3 separate regions of the Mus musculus genome follow, and all the other regions are linked to region 2. The links are chromatin contacts, called in public Hi-C maps. All regions are on one chromosome and are shown on one strand. The core of a region is the stretch at or near the end of the contact, and the rest is flanking DNA. Distances in the headings are between cores, read along the strand shown. Region 1 holds the start of Dlg3 (discs large MAGUK scaffold protein 3). Region 2 holds the start of Eda (ectodysplasin-A). Region 3 holds the start of Efnb1 (ephrin B1).

Region 1 (2,810 bases), core at 291-2,790, 790 kb after region 2:
CCTCTCTGTATCTGGGTGACCCATTGGAAGATGCCACTCCCACTGAAGGTCTGTTCATCCGCACTTGAAATGCCCTCACAGATATGCCCAATGCGTATCTTCTAGGTGATTCTAATTCTACTGAAGTTGACAACCATGGCTAGTTACCATAACTATATGGTTTTCTGTTCTTTGTTGCACTTACGTTTGTCTACATCCTCTCAGGGACTGGGTCTGTTTGTTGTATATCGTATTGTTCTATTACTATATTCTAGAACAGTGTTTGGCATGAACATCTGTTGAATTAAGCCCAAGTCTCTATTCACAACACCCATGTGATGGCTTTACACCGGGTAAGTGCTCAATTAATGTCTGTTAAATGAAACGGAGACCTAAAATCTGCAGAACTTAGAGCACAGTGCTTATCTGAGTAGTTTAGAGCATGGGTTCCAGTCAAATGGCAAGAACTTTCATCTCTCAGTTATGCTACCTAGTTGTGTTAGCACCGCTGAGCTTACAGTTCTTATTGGTAGAATGGAGGTACCTTTAGTACTGCCTTGATAGAGACTTTTGTTTGCACCTCAGACTTTGTAACGATTCAGTCATTGTCTGCTAAAGATAAAACAAGGACAGAAACAAAAAGCTAGCCTGGGTGGCACCTGTAATATCACCAATCAAGTAGTTGAGGCAGGATGATCACTCTGTCTCAAAAAAAAAAAAAGATTCTTTCTGTCTTATGATTACCCTTTCCCCACCTTCCAACAGCGTGAGCGAGGAGAAGTCAAGGAGACCTCCTTCAATCGGGATTCCTGGGTGCTGTGCCAGAACCAAAGAATTGGCTTCTTTCACTTTAGATCTTTTCTTACCACTTCCTTGTACCCGAACTCCCTTTCCTCGTAACATTTCAAGCCTCTTTTCCCTAACATAACCATGGAGTGGAGGCAGAAGTGTCGGAGGCAGGCATAAATAGTTTTCTCTCGTTGCCGGTTCTGAGGTTAGTCTCTCACTGGTGATGTAAGAAAGGTCGACTGTGAGAGATACTCATTACAGGGCCTAGGAAATGAAAGAACAATGGTCCTGATGAGGATGCGCTGACAGACCTGGATGCTGCCCTTTTCCTTGGTCCCCTGCAGGAGGCAGCACTTCGCGCACCCTGTCCAGATGCCCCTTTGATCGGTTCTATTGCTGCCTTTACTTCTGATGGCCCTAGCTTAGAGCAAGCTTAGGGACCCATTGAGCATCTCACTGCAACTCCCTCTTGCCAGTGGGGCGGGGTGGAGCGGGCAGAAGACAGCCTGAAATTGGCAACACGAGAACACAGGATCGCAGGATCATACTCTTCAGCTCTCTAGTGGCCCAAATCTCAGCCACCTAGACTAGGGTTGCCAGTAACTCCACAGAATAGGGGAGATGTGTCTGAGTCCGGGGGGTGGGGGGGCGCCTCTGCTTCTGCTCCTTTAAGAAGCCGCTGTTTAGCATTCCTGCTGCTGCCGCTGCCGCTGCCTGACTCTGCGCTCTGATTGGCTGGAATCAATTGAGAAGGGAGCCAGGGAGAGATGCTCTTGACTCCACTCAGATCCATCCTGGGGACCTGAGCAGAAGAGGTTCTCGCCGCACCTAGCCTTTGCCTGGGCGCCCGATTCTTCTTTGCCGCTGGGCCTCGGCCCAGAAGCCACAACGGGCGACACGGAGCCGCCAGTGCTGGAGGGGGAGCCATGGGTGCGGGGCAGCGTGGGGGCAGAGGCCCCAGGACGCCCGCCCGGCCCCAGGCCCCGCTCAGCCAGGGCACCCCCACGGGTGCCCCCTCCTTCTTGGTCTGAGCAGTGCGAGTGTGCTAGGGAGCCCGGCGGCGGCGGCGGCGGCGTGGAAACTGGCGTGGGCTGGGGGGTCCGAGCCGCGGGGGGCAGTGCCATGCACAAGCACCAGCACTGCTGTAAGTGCCCCGAGTGCTATGAGGTGACCCGCCTGGCCGCCCTGCGGCGTCTTGAGCCTCCTGGCTACGGGGACTGGCAGGTGCCGGACCCCTATGGGCCAAGTGGGGGCAATGGGGCTAGCTCCGGTTATGGAGGCTACAGCTCGCAGACCCTGCCTTCACAGGCAGGGGCTACCCCCACCCCTCGCACCAAGGCCAAGCTCATCCCCACAGGCCGAGATGTGGGGCCAGTGCCCCCTAAGCCAGTCCCCGGCAAGAGCACCCCAAAACTCAACGGCAGTGGCCCCGGCTGGTGGCCCGAGTGCACCTGTACCAACCGGGACTGGTATGAGCAGGTAAGGACCGGCAGATGAGGAGGAGGGGAGGCTGGTGGGACAACCCAAAGGACTAGGGATTGGGGTCTAGGAAGTCTGGGGAGCAGTAGAGGTTGCTGGGGCTCCAAGTCTATGGATCTGAGCCTTTAGCAGCTGACCAAAGAGAGACTGTTGAAAATACATCTTCTATGTGTGTCTGTTTAGGGGGTCTCCGTTTGGAGGGGATTGGGAGGAGCTGTTTGTATCAGGGGGTGATGGTATGGCGGAGGGGCACATTTTTCTAGTGTGGGGGATTTGGGTTTGTCTCAGTGCAGGGCGGGGGGGTGGCAGTGTCTCTGTGTCTGGCAGGGGGCGGGAGGTTCTGCGGGGGTTGTATGTGGTGTGTGTCTCCATAGGAGGGGAGGAGGGGGCATGGTGCTCTGCGTGGGGGGGACATATGTGTTTGTATGTATGTTGGGGTGTGTGGAAGAAAGCAATGGAGCTTGTGTGAATGTATGTATCAGAACCCATGTGCCCAGATGGCTGAGCGTCATCTCTCCATACCATGAGTCCCTCTCCATCCCAGTCCCTTTGTGTGTGAACGT
Region 2 (2,856 bases), core at 293-2,792:
TGTCTGTGGCTGATATATTTAAAGCTTATGACCCCTGTGCTCTGTGCACTGACCTCCCCACCATATGCTTTTGGTTTTGTTTCTCTTTTGTCTCCTTTCTACACTCTTATGTGTTTTTCTTCTCCCTTATGAGCATAGGTCTTAGGCCTAGCCTTAAGTGCTCCGGCGCACCACTGAGCCTCCTCAGTGGCTTTTACTACGCTTGCTTCAAGTTAATAAAATTGCTAATTATTCATTTCTCAATTACATGGAAATGAGTGTACCTACTGGGTAAAAAAAAAAGTGGCTGCTTGCTCTGCTACAGTTATTTAGTTCTCTAAAATTTGAGACTACTAACACTTGTCAATTGTGACTCTTGACAACTAATCTTTTCCATCCTTCATTTCCAGGTCTATTGTTCTGACATTTGCCATTTTCCCCCCTCTGACCCTGTTTCTGATTGGTGCAGCTGTTGAAGATGCTGCCGTTGCAGCAGTGTACATCTGGAACATTTGGCTGACTTGTTGAACTTACCCCAGGGAGTACTCCAGGGGAAGCATGGGAAGGGTGGAGAGGCCAGAACAGTTGCCTGCGAATACAGATGCCAATAGTGTCTGGCCATGCTGTGGACCACCCCTGTAAAAATTCACCTCATCATGACCCTCAGTTTCCCCACCTGCTCCTCGAAGGCTCAAGTTCTTCCAAAACTTGTGCAGCTCTGGAAAAAGATAAACTTTTGCCTGAGGGTTCTCTCACACGGTACTTTCTGCACTGTGAAAGGGATCAATGCATATCTGTTGAATGAATTACTATATCAAGAAATCCTAGGAAACGGTTTTAGCCTTCAACGGACAGCATCACTTCAGTTTTACTTGGCACTAGGCACCCTCTCTATGCCCTCAGACTGTGCCCCAAGACTCATTTTAGGAGTGAGGTTGCCCTGTTCCCAGTCTGTTTGGCTCCCAGGCTCCTAGGTCTCCTTTTCTTCTGGCGAGCCATTGAATTGCAAACACAGCAGGCATGGTTTCATTCCAAACCCTGAACTGTTTTAATTAGTTTAACGTCTGTTAAACGCTTTGAAGATTGAAAGCAACAGATAAGTACTGGATGATGTTATTAGCAACTGCAGTTAATTGCAAACATTTCTATTAATGCTAGTTTCTGCCTCCTTTTCTTTTCTCCACGTTCTTTCCAAGGTTCCCAAATTCTTCTCAGCCTCCCCCTCCTGCCCTCCCCCATAGCGGCGCTGAAGGGTTAAACCGGGGTGGAGTCTAGAGATGAACGACAGCCGCCCTCACCAACTGCAACGGGGCAAGCGGGAAGAGCTGGGTGGGGCTGCCAGGCAGAGGTGAACCCCCACGCCCCCAGGCCCCGCCCCACGGCTGGAGGCCCGAGTGGAACGGCAGGGGGCGGGGCAGCCAGGCCTGGCGGGCCCGTGGTTGGGCGTCCCGGCCGCCCCTTGAGGCATGGGGCGGGGTAGGTGAGGACCTCCTCCCTCATTCCCTCTCTGGCCGCGCCGCCCCTCTCGCCCGCCCCTCCTCCTCCCTTTCCCACCCCTCGGAGTGGAGCTGCACATGCGGCTGCTCCCTGTTCTGTCCCGCCCAGCCACCGTCGCTCAGGAACGGGTCCCTGCAGCCCCCAGCCGATGGCAGGACAGTAGTCGCCTGTCAGGGGTCGTGAAGGACTGAGGCAGAGGCAGAGGCTCCCGGGCCTCAGATAGTGGTTGTCTCTGGAGGCCATGGGCTACCCAGAGGTAGAGCGCAGGGAACCCCTGCCTGCGGCAGCGCCAAGGGAGCGGGGCAGCCAGGGCTGCGGCTGTCGCGGGGCCCCTGCTCGGGCGGGCGAAGGGAACAGCTGCCGGCTCTTCCTGGGTTTCTTTGGCCTCTCGCTGGCCCTCCACCTGCTGACGCTGTGCTGCTACCTAGAGTTGCGGTCCGAATTGCGGCGGGAACGGGGAACCGAGTCCCGCCTCGGTGGCCCGGGTGCTCCTGGCACCTCTGGCACCCTAAGCAGCCCTGGGAGCCTCGACCCGGTGGGTCCCATCACCCGCCACCTGGGGCAGCCGTCCTTTCAACAGCAGCCTTTGGAACCGGGAGAAGATCCACTCCCCCCTGACTCCCAGGACCGGCACCAGGTGAGTCACCTAGGAGGGGCGGCGGCCTTGGAGGCCCCCTCCCCTGCTCGGTTGGGCGGGGGCCTGGGCCTCAGGGCTCAGGGGACTCTGCCACTCAGAGCCAAGTTCCAGGGCAGGAGCTGGGAGTGGGCCGGAGTGCTGGGGAGAGGTTGTCCAGGTCAGGTTGTTCTCGGTTCCTGCCTTGGCTCATCCAGACCCTCTCCGGTCCCGTGGAGTTGGAAAGCCCAGCCTGCACGCGCCGCCCCCGGGGAGGTGTGGGCTGCTTAGCGAAAAGTTGGCCTGCCTTGCACCCATCCGGGCGCGGAGGTGCCTGCGCCGCCCCCGTGGCCGTCTAACGGCGAGCAGCTTGGCCCCTCGTGCCCCCTGGTGAGTTTCTCTGCCCGTGGTGCTTGTTTCTTCGTGTCCCGAGCTGATGCCAGCACTAGCAGGCTCCTCTTTGGAGTTGGAGCTGTAAACAGCTGTACTAACTGTTCCACGCCCGTTGAAACAACTTTTAACCATACTTTCAGCGCTGGATTCTTGTGCGCTGACCAGGACCTGAGCTTTTTTCACACTTACCTGCAACTTGAGACGGATTCTCTTCTGCGTTCTAGTTAGGATCAGCGCCCCTGAGGAATTCTGGTAGAAATATGCCGTCTTGCTAGACAACTTCTGAACAGCAATTTAAAAAATCTATGGAAATAAAACTCACCCTTTGCATGCCGGTTCTGACACTCTTGTAGATGGAGTTGGGTGCAGTGGGT
Region 3 (2,871 bases), core at 76-2,575, 840 kb before region 2:
AGCAACAAGAAGGAACTGGAATTTGGTTCTTTGGTCCTTCTTACCTTGCCTAGTAAGTCTAAAGTTAGAACCCGATTCATTACAAAAAGAAAAGAGGAGGCAGCGAGGAGGAGAAAAAGGAGGGGCGCGAATATAGGAAGCCTTTCTAACCTTTGAAGTCCCCAAGCCCAGATCTTTCCCACCTTTCTTACATGAGTGGCCAGTGGCCGGCTCTTGCTACTGCCATGCCTACCTCTGAGCGCTTTGAGTGCCAGACTTGCTCAGCAGGCTCTAGGTGGGAGGCCTCCGCTTATCCCGGGAGCCCGCAAGTCTATAGAAGGCCAGCAGGGGGAGACATTAGCACGTGGGTACGTCCGCTGGGACCTGAGAAAAGCGAGTAGGTCAGACCGGGAGGGTCTGAGCTATGGGATTGAGCCAAATTATAAGCAAAGAGACAAGGAGGGGCGGAGAGAATGGGCCAGTGCTGGGAGACAAAGACCCAGATGGTGAGGCCGAGGCCGGGAAAGGCTGGAGTCCGGAATCTCAGGGCCCAGATGCCTGCTTTTGCTCTTTCAAAAGGCTTCTCTTCTGCTCCTTTCTCCCCTGTCCTAGAGCTTTCTGTACAGTTTGTGACCTCTCGTCCCTACTTGCCTGCTCCTGGCCCTTTCGTATGCCTTCAGACAGGACTGACTAAATCTGTGTGCCTGGAGTTTGGGGTGGAGGGTCTCAAAGGGCTCGCTCTCGAAGATGAAAATTTTAAAGGCTTGGTTCACTAGATGCAAATAAATTCCTCCTCCCCTTTGGACACAATACTTTTTCTGAGTCTCCACTGCCCATAGCTCTAACCTCTAATAGTCTAATAGACTCTTGTCGTGGTCAATGCAAAAAAGGAGTGCATTACGAGGACAGGAAGACGGGGTCCAACAGAGTGTAGGTAGTGACTGGACTGGGAGCAGGCAGGCTGACAGAAGTGGGCACCGAGTGGGATTCTGGGGCTGGTACGCGAGTATGCGCATGTGGGGTGTGTTTGTGTGTATAAAAAGAACACAAGGACGGTGCTTTCTGGAGGTACTTGGGACAGGGTTTGTCTGCTCTAGGTCAGTGGGCCGGGTGCTGACCGGGTGTGCATGAGAGCAGGCCAGCAGCTTTTGGGAAGCGCCAACTTCCCTAGAACTCCCTGGGAACCAGACTAAGCGGGACAGAGGCATAACCGCAAGAGCCGCACATTCAGATTCGTGCCATCGAGAGAGCAGCGTCCTTATGAGCTCCCCGAAGCCCCACCCCTTCCTGCTCTGTGGGCGTGGTATGGGGCAAGGACCCCGTCACAGAGCTTTCTATTGGTTCGAAGGAGCAGGGTTGGCCTTGTGCTCGCCTGAGCAGGAGAGTAGAAAGCTCAGCGGCAGCGGAGGGAGTCTATGCGCGCTGGACAGCAGTGGGGGGTGTGTGTGATTCGCACTGACTGCAGACACTCGGGCTCAATCGCCGGGGATTAAGGACTTGGCGACCGGGCTGCCGGGCTACCCGGCCGAGGCTTCAGAGGTGCAAATCGACGGGACTGATTTGCTCGGCAGGGCCGTACTAGCCTTTTAAGTATACTGAGAAGGGCCGGTGCTAAAGTAGAAGCTGTCGTGGGACGCGCCGGCGCGGAGTCCCACTGTGGCCCGGAGGAACGGAGTCCGTGTTAGGGGGACCCAGTCGGGAGCCTGGGGACCGAGCTCGCATTGTTGGGAGACAACCCGCCTCTTCTTCCCAGAGGCGTCAATCCCAGGACGGTCGAGGCGTCGGGGCAGCCACTGAGCGCTCTTCAGGGAGACCCGATCGGGGAGAGGACTTGCAGTCTCAAACAATCTGGGAGAGCCGAGCGGAATCCGGCGGGATCACTCGGGGGCGGCGAGCCCCCGTCGCGCCTCGTGCGGCGGAGAGGCCAGGGAAGAAAGTCCTCGGAGGCCGCAGCCCATGCGCGGGTTGGGGACGCCTGCCCAGTGAGTCCTCCTGGCCAGCCGGGCGAAGGAGAGCGACCCCGAGGCCAGCGGGAGGGGAGTGCTTCAAGGCCGGCGGCTGCGGAGGATGGGCGCCTGAGTGGCTCCGAGCGCTGCGCGGCACGGGCAGGCGAGGCGAGCTTTGCTGAGGAGGCGCTAGGGGATCCTGAAGTGCATTCTGCCCCGGGGAAAATGGCCCGGCCTGGGCAGCGTTGGCTCAGCAAGTGGCTTGTGGCTATGGTCGTGCTGACGCTGTGCCGGCTTGCCACGCCGTTGGCCAAGAACCTGGAGCCCGTGTCCTGGAGCTCTCTTAACCCTAAGTGAGTAACTTATCTACTCTGGTCCCTGGGGGTGGGAGGCACTTCTTCGGGGTGAGGTCGTGCACCCCCAAGTGCGTGGGGGGGGTTGTCCGTAGGAGGTGCGGCGCCCTATTTTATATCTGGCCTTTTCTAGTGTTTTCTTGCGGGCAGTCGGGGTAGGGTGCGGAAGGGTGGGGTGGGGGCACTTAGCTGCGTTTCGATCCTTCGGTTTGGCCCTACTCTCAAGTCCGGATCGCGTCTGTTGGTCACACCAGGCAGATATAGAATGTCTGGGCGCTCCAGAGCGCACCCGAGAGCTGGGTGGGGGCGAGTAAGCAGCCCACTCCAGGGCCTCTGGGAACGTGGTGGTTTTCACTCACAGCCACTCCAGGGGTGAGATCGACCTGAGCAAGGGACCAGGCCAGAACACAGGTTCCTCATTTGCTTAGGTGTCAGGGCGGCTCAGGACCTAGCGCCCCGGGGCGAGTGGCAGCATCTGTATATCTTCTCCAGCTTCTCCCATTTTCATTTGTCTTTCTTCCCTGTCTGTTTGCCTCCCTGTCTTTCTCTTTGCCGTCTCTTCTTGCACACTCCCCCCCCCCCCCCATTTCTCT

The links. A called contact is a pair of places that touch in the nucleus more often than the background predicts.
Region 1: a Hi-C map of uterus shows a contact between it and region 2, with 3 times the contacts expected there. The contact joins the promoter of Dlg3 here to the promoter of Eda in region 2. A contact is called at or near these places in 2 of 39 promoter capture datasets (hippocampal neurons and pre-B cells) and 1 of 484 Hi-C or Micro-C datasets (uterus).
Region 3: a contact with region 2 is called in a Hi-C map of cerebral cortex, with 15 times the contacts expected there. The contact joins the promoter of Efnb1 here to the promoter of Eda in region 2. A contact is called at or near these places in 5 of 39 promoter capture datasets (the 3T3-L1 cell line, hippocampal neurons, liver and 2 more), 7 of 484 Hi-C or Micro-C datasets (3T3-L1-derived adipocytes, cerebral cortex, cortical neurons and 4 more) and 1 of 115 datasets of contacts at active chromatin or transcription factors (astrocytes).

What each region holds. Positions count from the first base shown.
Region 1 is chrX:100,766,182-100,768,991 of GRCm38.p6, forward strand. Dlg3 (discs large MAGUK scaffold protein 3) reads left to right here and starts at 1,541. Exons shown (of 21, transcript NM_016747.4): 1 at 1,541-2,247. The coding sequence starts at 1,891.
Region 2 is chrX:99,974,064-99,976,919 of GRCm38.p6, forward strand. It overlaps Eda (ectodysplasin-A), which reads left to right and starts at 1,543. Exons shown (of 8, transcript NM_001177937.1): 1 at 1,543-2,113. The coding sequence starts at 1,718.
Region 3 is chrX:99,134,736-99,137,606 of GRCm38.p6, forward strand. It overlaps Efnb1 (ephrin B1), which reads left to right and starts at 1,326. Exons shown (of 5, transcript NM_010110.5): 1 at 1,326-2,278. The coding sequence starts at 2,151.